Linked DNA regions of Mus musculus: region 1 is linked to region 2. Evidence: chromatin contacts called from public Hi-C data. All regions are on one chromosome and are shown on one strand. The core of a region is the stretch at or near the end of the contact, and the rest is flanking DNA. Distances in the headings are between cores, read along the strand shown.

Region 1 (6,719 bases), core at 2,536-5,035, 550 kb before region 2:
TAACTACATCAAAGCTTAGTCGGGCTGGAGGGTTGACCACGGGAAAACCACGGTTGCTATGTAGAGAAGCAGGGCTCAGATCTCACACCCATCGAGCAAGCTGGGTATCCCACACCTGCCTGCAATTCCAGTGCCCAAAGATCCAATAACTTCTCCTGACCTACACATGAACACCCATGTATGCATACACACAGGCATCCACACAATTATACACATGCATGTGTGTGCATACACACACACACGTGCACACACCTTTTGAAAAAGCCTTGGTCAAGCATGTATGGTGTGATGTATGATGCACATTTTAAATGCATGTGACACATAGCCTTTCCATCCTGCATCAGCTTCACTTGCCAATATTATTCCTGTCATTAAATAATGGCTAATGTCACATAGATGCACCCTTATGGTGTATCCAATCCTTATTCTCCTTCCTATCCATGTGACCTTTAAAAGTTTCTGTTTAAAGCCTAGGCTTTGGCTCTATTTTCTTTTAGGGAAAAATTCCAAATTCCATATAGAGTGTATCTGTCCAGATTTAAGTGACCTTCTGAAGACAAGGAGAAGCAAATATTCTGGGTGAACTGGTGAGGACATGAGATGCATGGGAAGCCAGGGGCAGGAATTGTGGTACCTCCACAGACCCATGGCTTTCTGAAACCAGCTCCAACAATGTAACTGTATACAGGTGCAGCTGAATTTGTCCCTCTATTCGTTAAAGCGAGAGAGAGAGAGAGAGAGAGAGAGAGAGAGAGAGAGAGAAAGAGAGAGAGATATTTCATACTCCCTTCCATCAGTGGGACCAGCCAACCAGTCCAGCAGTGAAATGTGAGAGAGACAAGACTGAGGATTCCAGATTGAAATAAAGAGCTAGAAACAACGTTGGGAGGATAGAGGGGACCAAGAGGAGGAGGAGGCTTGCTGCCCAATCAGGAGGAAGGAGGAAAGATGGAAGAAGAAGATAAGGAGGAGGGTGAGGAAAAAGAGGATGAGGGAGAAGGGGAGGAAGAGGGTTAAGTAGGAGAGGAAGAAGAAAAGGAATGAAGAGGAGGAGGAAAACAAGAAGAAAGAAAGAAAAAAGAGAGAAAGAATGAAAGAGAGAAAGCGAGAGAAAGAAAGAAAGAAAGATGGAGAGAAAGAAAGAGAACAAAGAGGAACCAGAAGATGAAGAGAAGGAGAACTGAGGAGGAAGAGGGTGCAGTTCTCAAGGGCCTGGGTCAGGAATGGTGTCCTCATTTGCTTTCTCAGGCGAGAAGCCATGCTTCCTCTTGTGAACTCAACATGAACTATGATGCTACGTGTCATCTCACAGATGTGAAAAACATTGGTTCTGCTGGTAGACGGTGTATTATTATAAATATGCTGTATAACTGAGTCCGCACCAAGGTCTTCATTTATAACACTCTCATAATGCATCAGAGAGCAAATGCATGTGTGGCAGAGGACTATCATTTGGCTCCACCATTATTTAAAAACATTTAAGCTCTGGGGGGTACTGGTTAGTTCATATTGTTGTTCCGCCTATAAGGTTGCAGACCCCTTCAGCTCCTTGGGTACTTTCTCTAGCTCCTCCATTGTGGGCCCTGTGTTCCATCCAGCAGATGACTGTGAGCATCCACTTCTGTATTTGCAAGGCACTGGCATAGCCTCACAAGAGACAGCTATATCAGGGTCCTTTCAGCAAAATCTTGCTGGCATATGTAATAGTGTCTGTGTTTGTTGGCTGATTATGGGATAGATCCCCTGGTGGGGCAGTCTCTGGATGGTCCATCTTTTTGACTCAGCTCCAAACTTTGTCTCTGTAACTCCTTCCATGGGTATTTTGTTCCTATTCTAAAGAGGAATGAAGTATCCCATGCATTGGTCTTCCTTCTTCTTGATTTTCTTGTGTTTTGCAATTTGGATCTTGGGTATTCTAAGTTTCTGGGCTAATATCCACTTATCAGTGAGTGCATATCCAGTGAGTTCTTTTGTGGTTGGGTTGCCTCACTCAGGACAGAGCTCATGTCTCTAGCTGCATATCTAGCAGAAGATGGTCTAGTCGGCCATCATTGGGAAGAGAGGCCCCTTGGTCTTAGGGCCAAGAAGTGGGAGTGGGTGGGTAGGGCAGCAGGGTGGGGGGAGGGTATAGGGGACTTTTGGGATAGCATTTGAAATGTAAATGAAGAAAGTATCTAATAAAAAATGAAAAAAAAGCATTTAAGCAGGGCTGTCTCTTGGCTGAAGCTATACCACCAACGTTTCTTTAAAACCAGTTCACTCAGCTCACTAGAATACCATGGAAGGCTGGGTGTATGTAATTTCCTGTTGAGTTCTGAACAAACACCTGTTCGCCCTACCTAGGGCAGAGATGAGAACAAGTCGATCCACATCCAGCTCGGAGAGCCAATGCATTGACTGATGTTAACTTACAGGAGCATGTGTGATTGACGGGCAGCTGTATCATCCAACGCCTGGCGCAGCATGGGTGACCACTCACTAAAGCCGCATTTCACACTGTTCCCTGCACCACGTGTAGGCAGTTCCACGAGTCTCCTTTGCCCCATAACTGTTCACAGCATATACAAGCCTGAAGCTGGTCTTTGCCCAGGAAAAGGAACCTTCCATGCTTTGTAAGGATCATTGGTTTCCACAACTCCCAGTAGCCCTCACTCAGGAAGGGATCCTCCAGTTGGAAGGAGAAAGCTACATATCACCTGTGCACCTGAAACATGTCATTGGCATCAAATAACTAGAGGATGCCTCTCATCCCCTTTTCTGTGGCAGGAAGCAAAGGCAGAGATGCTGAGCTGTGTGCCAAACTTCATATGGTAGCATTGCAAGCATATGTCCGCCCAGCTCACAAACATAGTTGATCTATTGATCAACTCTCTCCTTTGGTCCCCACATAATCCTCATAGGTAAGATCAACAGCAGGGATCCTGCTCATGTTGTCAATGACAGACCGACCTGAGCATAGCGTTATGAGTCCCTATAAAGGCAGTTTGAAAGCAACACAGAGTAGTTCTAACCCACTACGTCCGTGGTAACATAAACAGGGCTGGTTGGCCTCCCTGGTCCTGCTTGTCACTCAGTGCAGATGTTAAACGCATGACAATGATGCCTCTTTGGGAAACAGTTCAGTCACATTTCACCCTTGAAGCATTCTGGGCCTCTGCTATTATAAACACATGCCCAGGTTTGCACTGGTGATAATTTTAATGTAAGCAGTAGTTTCATACTTTGTAAGTGGGGGAAAATAGCCATGAAATGGTAGGTGGAGTGAACCCAACGGTGTCTGATGCTGTCTTGGTTTGAGGCCAAGAAGGAAACAGACTCCTCCCCCAGTGTCTGATTCCCCAGGCAAGCTTGCTTTTCAGTCTCCCTCCATCCTTGCTGGATCACCTCCTGGGCTTGCTCAGTGTGGGAAAGGGTAAGGCCTTCAAAGATGGTTCTTCTTTCCCAATTGTTTTCCCAGGGTCCCTTCTTCCTTTTACACGTCTTCCACTTATTGTTCAGAGTGTTTGGGGGGAGTAGTATCTACTTGATGGATGAACCCAGGAATCCAATCCACAGATAGGCTGGACAGGCTTTCTATTTGGATTTTGAAGGTAGGATGCTTCCCAGTCCAGAATCTAGTTCTTGCAGCAAGATAGCCAAGTGTCTGCTAATGTCTGTTTTGCTTCTGTGATCTGGTTTTTCTCAAACATCTTCCCCCCATCACACAGTTCCCTACTGTCTGCAGATGCACTCTACTTTCTGAAAGCTGAAAGCTGCCTCCTGGCTCCTCTCAACCACAGCAGCTACACAGAGAACTCCACACACTATTCCTGTCTCTTGAGCCCATGATTACCTCTTTGTCTCCTTCTAGAACACTGCCTACATTTGAGTCTGAATTCTTACAACATTTAGATTTTACCATATTCCCTTTTCTCCACCCCCCCCCCAGGTTGGTAATAACTTGGGGCCCTAACCCTAACCCTAACCCTAGCCCTAGCCCTAACCCTAGCCCTGGCTCTGGCCCTGGCCCTGGCCCTGGCCCTAACCCTAGCCCTAGCCCTAGCCCTAAGCCTAACCCTAGCCCTAGCCCTAGCCCTGGCCCTGGCCCTAGCCCTAGCCCTAAGCCTAACCCTAAGCCTAACCCTAAGCCTAACTCTAACCCTAACCCTGTTCTGATTCTAACCCTGCTCTGGTAACTAGATCCTGGCAGGGAGACTGCAGAAGGTTACTTCCTTTCCCCAAGACCACCACCTGCACAGAGTCTAATTTTGCTGGTGGGCCTTTGCAGATCAGCAAGGCAGCAATTTCTTCTTTGTGAGGAGAGCTGAGTTCTGTCACATGACCTGGCAGGATGTGTTTTATCCTTTGTTTTCTTCATCTGAAGACGTGTGTGTGTGTATGTGTGTGTGTGTGTGTGTGTGTGTGTGTGTGTGTGTGTGTGCTGCATACATGCACCCGCTGGGGCAGGACTACAGATATTTTCCTCAGTAACACCCCACCTTGGTTTTGGAAGCAGAAGTCTCTCACTGAACCTAAAGCTTGCTCTTTTGACTAGACTGCTGGGCCAGTGAGCTTCTGAGATCTACCTGTCTCTGCCCTACTACATGTTTATGTAGCCGTATCAAGCTTTTATACATGTCGAAGGGATTTGAACTCAGGTCCTCTTGCTTGCACATGGAGGACTGGTGCTCACTCCTCAGCTATAGAGGCTGTTTTCAACAATAAGTCTGAAGAACTTTCACAGTGGAAATGATCTCATGCAACGTGGCTCAGCTTCCCTCTTCTTCCATGACAACCATGAGCTTCAGTGTGTCCAGAGGTTTTCTTAGACACTGAAGAAAATGGGAAGACATCCTTAGCTGGATCTCCCCAGGAAGTTAAAGGCTTCCTCGGAGCTCTGAGATGCAAGTGGTTGCACGCAGACTTTGTACTCTGAAGAGCGTTTTGTCCTTTGTGTTCAGAATCTCCAGCTCCTATGAGCTCACAGCACACACATGGGACACAGAGCCTGTGACCTTCTGATCCATCCCAGGAAAACGAACTCCACCTCTGAGTTTAGAGAGGGGATGCTACCCTCGCTAGCCAGGAACTGGACTGATGTTGTGCCCACGTCTCAAGTATTTCTGAGCTGTTCCAGTCAGTAGTGGAAAAACTGACCTCCTGGTAATGTGTGCGTCATCAAGGCTGGGTGCTGTCCTTGGGCCAGGTCACTGCGAGTCCCTGTTTGTGACTGGGAACCATGAAGTGTGAACTGAAGTGTGGTGTAATCTGCTGGAAACTGGGATAAGTTAATAGGTCTTGTAGAAGCTAATTAAGAAAGGGAAGTTAACAAGAGGCTTGGAACATGTTTCCTCTGTCATGGTTTTATGCATTACTTGGTAAGCTGACACACAGAAACAGTATAAATTCGGCCCAGAGAGCTGTCTAAGTTGGTAAAGTGCTTGCTGTGCAAGTGTGAAGGCTTTGTCCCCAGAAGCCATGCCAGAGAGCCGGGCACAGTGACACATGCTTCGAAATCCCAGTGCTAGAGAAGGGGGGGGGGGCAGGCAGGCAGATTTCTGAGGCTGGCTGCTAGCCAGTCCAGCCAGATAAGCAAGCTCAAGGCCAGTAAGGGAAGCAGTTTAACAACAACAACAATAGCAAAACCTCTAGGTGGATGGTACCTAAGGGATGAGATAGGAGATTGACCTCTGGCCTCCACATGCATCCAGATGTATATGTGTGTGTGTGTGTGTGTGTGTGTGTGTGTGTGTGTGTATACACACACACACACACACACACACACACACACACACACTTATAGATTAACATCATTTGTATGTGTTGCTGTGGCCTGAATCCAAGATCATCATTCATATCAGGCTAGAGTTCTAAGCTCAGCTACATCTTCACCCCACACACAATTTTTGGAATATACATACATACACACACACACACATGCACACAATACATTTATATATATATAATATATTATAATATATCATATATTATGATATTTATGATATATATGTGATATATACTTTATTGGCTGCCAAGTCAAGCTGATTAACATATGAAAACACTCAGATACTAATATGTTTAGTAATGAGATAGTTAAATCCAGCAATTTTCAAGAGTAATCAAGAATTGACATGTGGAGCTGTAAGAAATAAAGACTTCTGCACAGAAAAGTGAAATATCTTGTGAAGCTACAGCTACACAGTGGGAGAAAAATCTTTGACCATTCCAGGTCTGACAGAGAATTAATATACAACCCCTCAAACACAATGTCCCAACAACCAAATGATCCAGGAAATAAATAGGTTGATAAATAGGTTCTCAGAAGTTTAACAGCAAATGCCTAATAAGGATGAGAGAACACGTTCAGCATCCTTGCCCATCAGGGAAATGCAAACTCTAAGGGCATGGATGGATGGATGTTGTTACCAGGTGAGGTCTGATGTTGTGCAAGCCCTCTCCACAAGTCTTTCTTCCTGACTTAAGTTGCTAACACTTGTCCAGTATCTCCATGACCACCTTATCCACACCCAGCCTGTGGTAGCCACCACTCTTTTTAATTTTTAAGATTTATTTTTAATTACGTGTGTAATTAAATATGACGACGATATGTGCACATGAGTGCGGGTGCTTCTGCAGACTGGGAGAGAGCATCAAATCTCCTGGGGCTGGAATTGCCAGCTGGTTGTTAGCCATCTGACACGGTGCTAAGACCCAAACTCAGGTCCTCTGCAAGAGTAGCA
Region 2 (6,924 bases), core at 2,413-4,912:
GCAACAGTAACCAAATGGTCAAGACTCTTTTTCTTCCTATATAATATCAGACTCACAGCCTGATGTACCACTTTGCAAAGTGCTGCTAAATACAGAGGGATATTAAATTATCTAAACAGTATTACATAATTTAGTAGCATGTAATGAATACAGAATATATATTGAAACATTCATGGAGAAAAGTGTTGCCTGAAGGAGAGGGGAGAGGAAAGGTTGAAAAACAAAATTGTCAACCAGGATTAGCAGTACATACTTCAAGTTCCAGCACTTGGGAGGTCAGATGAGACAGGAGGGTTAGAAACTCACCCGACCTTGAGTACACTGTGAGCTCCAGGCCAACCTGGGTTATATGAGATCCTCTCTCAAAAATCCACAAACAAAAACAAACAAAGTGTAAAAAATGGAGTTTAGAAGACCATCATAACCAAAGCCAGTATCCTACTCTTTTTATTGACAGCCTTCATGAACTACAAATATCAATGCAGACCGATTTGAACTACAAAGGAAAGGTAATGTTGAGGGGGTTAGCCTAAGTGGATATCTGTGGACAATTGGGTTCTCTTAGTTCTGCCACAGCATCTTGAAAAGTCTGGTGTACTATTAAAGTGGGAAGAGACACCAGATCATTTCTTAGCTCTGCCACGTGTTTAGGACAAAGCTGGGAGAAATGTGTAGAGGAGAAAAGGCTATAGTATGAGTTCCCTCAAGTTACCTCTGTGGCCACCAACATGCCCTGCATGCTTCATTTTCCAGTGCAGGAAAGGACCATGGATACTTGACACTTGTGGCCTCTGAAATTCACCATGGAAGCTTTCACCTCCTGGTGCCTGTCAATGGAGATAAGGTTTCAAAGAGGTAATTAATTAAAATGAAGGCTTCAGGTAGATAGATTCCCCAATCCACTCTGCCTGGCATTCTTGTAAATAGATTGGGAAGAAGAAAGGCCACCTGATGATGTATTGTGAAAGCTGGACCAATTCAGGATGTGCTAACAGAACTGTAGGGGATGGGGGTAGGGTAAACAACAGGGATCTAGGGGATGGGATTAAGGCAATGGGGAAACTTGGGATCTAGGGAGGCCTTTATTCCGGTTTGCAGATGTTCATCTTCTCATTGGGTCCCTAGACCATTGAAAGGAGAGATGTTGTCAATATCATGTCCTCAAGGTGTGCAATAACTAATGTACTCAGGAGAACCCTACCCTTATGACCTAATCACCATTTGAAGGTCATATCTCTGGACCTGTCTGGTGCCAGACACCTTGGACAATTAGAGAACACTTTCCCCAGAGGTCCCTCCATCAGATCACTTAGCCCCACCTCTGAGGATCACAGTGAGGACCTAGCCTTCAACCTATGGATTTTGTAAAAACACAGACATTTGGTCTGCAGCAGAGATCATCTACCAGCCAAGAAGAAAAACCTCAGAGGAATCCAAAGTACACAGTGTCTCAACTTAGACTTTCAACCTCACAAATATTGAGAAAATAGAATTCCACAGTTTAATCCATATACTCTATGGTATTCTGTCATGGAAGCCCTAAGCAACTAACAGAAGGAAATAGAAAGAACTAATTTTAAACTAATAATAGCGAAGTCTCTCTGATGTCAACAACTGGTTCTTGGATACAGATAATATCTGGCTCCTGCTTCTCTTTCATGACATGTGGTGGTGTTTGGAGACACTCAGAAACTCAGTGTCTGTGTTTTTGAGTCTGGGCATGTGAGCATGGTGCCTCCCAGTGGCTAGAAGAGGGTGTTGGAAGTTAGAGCTATAATCTGTTTTAACTAGGGTTTCTACTGCTATGCAAAATACCATGACCAAAAGCAACTTGGGGAGGAAAGGGTTTATTTCATCTTAGAGCCGTAGTTCATTTTCCAAGGAAGTCAGGGCAGGAACTGGGGTAGGAATATGGAGTCAGGAACCAAAGCATAACCATGGAGGAGTGTTGCTTTCTGCATTCCTCCCTCTGACTTGTTCTTTCTTATAGCAAGAGGCCCAACAGGCCACTCCTGTGGGATTGGCTCCCTCACATTGACAATTAACTAAGACAATACCTCACACACTTGCCTATAGGTAGGCCAGTCTTATAAAGGCATTTTCTTACTTGTGATTCTCCCTGCTCAAATAATTCTAGCTGTGTCAAGTTAACATAAAACCATCCACACACAGACATTTGTGAGCTGCCCAGCATGGGTTCTGGAAACTAAACTCTGGTCCTCTAGTAGAACAGTACATGTTCTTAAGCCCAGAGCCATTTCTCCATCCCCTGAATGAAATTTTTGTGAGGTATCCATTATAATCTTCAAGGCAATTATGAGTAAAGTAGCACAAAGCTAATAAAAGCTAATTAGTGAAAGAGAATTAATAGAAGGAAATGAAATTAAAATGGTACAGGAGGAAACATCCATTTAAGTGATGAGAAGACAAAAATGAATAGCTAGTAAAACAAAATAATAATTATAACAAATTGGAGACTAAATAGAAAATAAGTGCCAGGCATAAATATTAATATGGACATTAATGTAAATATATTCAACATTCCAATCCACAAGCACAGATTGGTACCAGAAAAATGTACAAAATAAAATATTATCAACTCTACAGTATACACACACACACACACACACACACACACATATTTATATAAAACAGACATATCTTAGATTTAAATATATAAGTTAAAATGAATATAAATATAAAAAATTATTCTTCTGTATAGACCAAATGTTAGATCATAAAAGGACATATGTTAAACCCTATAAAAATGAATCAGTAATTTAGAAATGTTCCAAACCATATAAGCTATTGAATTCTAATTTCACTCATTGATGGAGAAAATTGGAAACAAATCCTAGAATCAACATTTAATTTTTTTCATCATGTGAAAATTAATATTCCTAAATTGGTAAAGGATTGAAGGAAAAATTCACAAGGGAGACAGGAAATACTTTTGAGTAAAATTGAAAGGCAGCATTCCAACACATATGAAAGGCAATTAAAACAATGCTTAGAGAGAATCGTAGTGTGAATGCATGGATTTAAAATGCAAAAAGAGGGGCTGGAGAGATGGCTTAATGGTTAACAGAACTTGCTGATCTTGCAAAGGACCAGAACCCTCGTCCAATAGCTCACAACTGCCTGTAATTCTAGTTCCAGGAGATCCAATGCCCTCTTCTGGCCTCCATGGGTACTGCACACATATGGGCACCCCAGAGCAAGATTTATAGCCAGTTCTTTAAATTCTGGATTTGACTGAGTCAAATAAAGTGAAAGAACATTAGAGGGCTATTTCTGACATCAACCTCCTGCCTTCACATGTTCATGTACACAGGCACACATACACACACGAGTCCACACAGCTGAAAACGCAAGTCTTTAACTCCACAAACTAATTTATGAGTCTTCCTTTTGCATACTATGTGATAATAGAAAGACAAGAAAATTCAGAGAAAGAGAAAGTCTTCTGGTTTGAATTAGACAGCCGAGGCCCTGCAAGGCACACCCAGTGCTGGCAAATTTATAAAGCCAAAACAAAAGGAATCCCAGTGCAGAAATGGCTGTTTGCTGGGTGAACCCACTTCCCTCCCAACTCTGCTTGGCAGATCTGTACCCTGATTATTCCATCTGGAGATAATTGTGTGACATCATCCATAAAATTAAATCATAATCAACCTAACTAGCAAACAGGCCAGCAGGCTGCTTCACAGCCACACACAGGATAAAGGAGATGATTCATCTCAATGGGAGACAAGGGGGTGGAATGAAATGTGGATGGTGCAGAGTGGGTGACCCTCAGCGTGTGCACAGGCTCGCAGCTGGCAACGTGCCCAAGCCCATGCCCGGGAATGCCAGGGCCACTGCCATGTACCTGCATTGCCCATGTGTGATGAGGAGAGGCGATCTCCTTAGAAATAGATCCATAGGTTGCATTATAGAGACGGTGCATATCCAAAAGTAAACATTCCCATTTTATGATAAATTATCCGCTATGGGAAATCACAAAGAAGGGAAAGACATATATAGTAGTATAAGGCAAAATGTCCCCTGTCAGCTCACTTTTGGAAGAGAGTGTTGCATAGTCTGTTGGTTAAGTGGGTGGAAATGAGTGAGGAGTAGTGTATTTCTGAGAAGAGTCTCCTTTGTAAGGCAATAAGGTGTGGTTCTAAATCAGTTCCTGATGCAAGAAGCAACAGAATCATTAAGACAGTCCACATTAGAGTGGGCAGAGATGGAGCTCAGTTCATAGCATGTATGCTGAATATGCTTAAAGGTCCATACCTAGTGCTTCATTACGGTGGTGGAGGCTATAAGCCCAGAACCCAGGACGTGGAGGTCGAAGGATCCGAAGTTCAAGGTTATCCTTGGCTACCCACCACCCTTCTAAATAAAAACGATGACCACTCATGCAAATATGTCTGAAGGACTCTGGGTTAATGTACACATGCGAGTTTCTTGTGGATTCACACTGTTCACAATAGCTAAGAGATGCAGTAGCAGCTTAGATGTCCATCAGAAGATAAATGATAAAGAAAATATGCTATATATTCACAATGGGACTTTTTCAAACCTCAAGAAAATTAAGTCGTGGTATTTGCAGGAAAACAGCTGGAAAGAGAGATCATTATGTCAAGAGAAATAAGACTCGGAAAGCTAAGCACAGCGTTTACTCTCCTATGGGGAATCTAGATTTACATGTGTTGGGGGTGGGAGGAGAGGGACCACATGAGACAAGGAAGAGTTCGGTGATGGAATCCATGTGTCTTGTAGGCAGGGGAGGGACTATTTGGGGCGAGGAAGGATACCAGGAAGAGAGAAGCAGAAGGGACTGGGCGAGGGGGAGGCAATGGAAAAGGAAGATGAATAAGAACAAAGTCTAATGACTCATGTATGCAAACTCCACAATGAAAACCATCACTTTGTACACTAACTTTAAAATTTGAAAGAGAGAGAGAGAGAGAGAGAGAGAGAGAGAGAGAGAGAGAGAGAGAGAGGCAGAAATAGAATAGACCAAGACAAATGCAATGCAAGGTTTGTTCCTGTTGGTTGTTCCAAGTGCTTCTGCCGTGGCTGGACAGATGAAGGGCTTCTAAAAGTCCACGGTCATCTCAGACTCTCACCACCAGGAAGCACAGATTTGGGCCAAACCATTTGAGACACTTGGCCTTAATGACTGGAGATTTCCATGGAGACCCCTGTAAATGTGAAATGCAGCTGTAGGCTGAGTTTCTGAATTTTCCAAGTAGCAACAGTGCCAGATGTTAGGAAGCTGGTGGCTCTGGAGCATCTGCAGTGAGAAGGTCACTGCCCATCTGTGAGGATGTGAGCACAAAACAACGGAGAAGAGGAGAAGAGAGAAGTTCTTGTTTTCCTCTGAATAGCATCAGGAACTGTAGCACATATAGAAGACATTTAAAAAATGTATTCTTTCATTTTATTATTTATATTGAGTATACATAATATGTGTATTGACCTATATTGTATTTATAAATCTAGAGACCTAGTTAGTTTTGGAAAAAGTTCTAAAATGTGGGTCAATCAGAAAATGAGTAATTTTTCATACAAATGAAAACTGTTTGCCTGCCTTATTGTCTTCTGTTAATCTCCTGCCTCCAGGAATATTTGTTGTCTGATTTGATGAGAGCCATGCAGACCAAGTATATAATGGCAATAGGCATTCTGTCTTTATTGTCCTTATTTCACTAGCTAGGGATCTTTCTGATATAAACCTCAAGAGCTCAGAGGAGTATGCGAAAAGCAAGGAATCCATTATGAAAAGCAAACTCACATAAAGATGTAAAAAGGACAGCCATATCTGTGTCCTAGGATGACCTAGACATACCTGGCAGAGGACTACCTCAGACACAGCTGTGTCCATGCCTGCCCTGTTGTTCTCTCTTCTGTCTCCCCCTCTTCTAACTCCTTCTACCTTGATTAGTTTGTACCGTGGTTCTAATCCTATCTTGTTGATTTTACTCTGAAGACTAAGAGATGGCTCAGTGGCTCACTGGAGGATCTGGGTTTGGTCCTTAGTACCTATGTCAGGTATCTTATAACTGAGGCCTTCCTCTGGCTTACACATGCATGCACACGCACATAACACACACACACACACACACACACACACACACACACACACCTACACACCTACACACCCACACACATACACACACACACACACACACACACACACACATTCGCCTACCTTCGATTTCCTTCTAAGCTAAGTGGAAATAGTCACATGCTTCCTTGAGACCTGGGATATCCCATAACATGAGGCTATTTCTCAGTGATTTCTGCTAACTTGGAGTGGCATGCCTGAGTGCATATGAAGAAAACAGGTGAGTGTCTTCCTGATTAGAGCCAGACTAGTATGCATTTGGCCCATGATGATAAGCGTTAAAGCATTGTAAAGCACAGTATAAAACAAGGAGGCCTGTGTTTTATAAAGATCCTCTGATAGTGTTGCGGAGTATGGCTTGGTTTTGAAGAATAGAGCCTCTGTCTCCCAAATCAAAGAAATAATCCTACAAAAGACACAAATAAAACTCAACCAGGTGGTGCTGGGGTGGTGCACTGTATCAACATATCTTCTCTGAGGAAGTCAAAAGAACCAATATAAACAAGACAGATATTGTTGCTATAGTTTAATATTTAGGTTGCTTTAGTATTACATTATTATCACTGTTGTAGATATAGTCACAAACTTGTTTATTTTTCCTTTGAGGCAGGGACTCAATTTGTAGCTTAAGCTGCTCTGGAACTCCAGATCGTCCTGCCTGAGGCACCCTAGTGCTGACTTTAGAGGTGTAAACCATGCCACCAGAACCCTGAGAAGCCAGGGCCCCTCTTTTCTGCTTCCTGCTCTGCTTGGATTTGAGCAGGCAATTCCCCAGCTGCAGTTGTGAGCTACATCAGCCACCA

What was found. A called contact is a pair of places that touch in the nucleus more often than the background predicts.
Region 1: a Hi-C map of the N1E-115 cell line shows a contact between it and region 2, with 6 times the contacts expected there. The contact joins two enhancer-like sites. A contact is called at or near these places in 2 of 484 Hi-C or Micro-C datasets (the N1E-115 cell line and uterus).

What each region holds. Positions count from the first base shown.
Region 1 is chr9:117,038,802-117,045,520 of GRCm38.p6, reverse strand. All of the region lies in intron 3 of Rbms3 (RNA binding motif, single stranded interacting protein), which reads left to right. Among named protein-coding and RNA genes, the nearest start is that of Gm39452, 150 kb to the left of the region's middle. Within about 2 kb of position 3,785, at least 41 of the 459 cell types and tissues checked have an H3K27ac peak or open chromatin away from gene starts, as enhancers often do. A contact at or near this core is called in the N1E-115 cell line, where this site is marked.
Region 2 is chr9:116,486,234-116,493,157 of GRCm38.p6, reverse strand. No RefSeq gene overlaps it. Among named protein-coding and RNA genes, the nearest start is that of Gm39449, 35 kb to the left of the region's middle. Within about 2 kb of position 3,662, at least 20 of the 459 cell types and tissues checked have an H3K27ac peak or open chromatin away from gene starts, as enhancers often do. A contact at or near this core is called in the N1E-115 cell line, where this site is marked.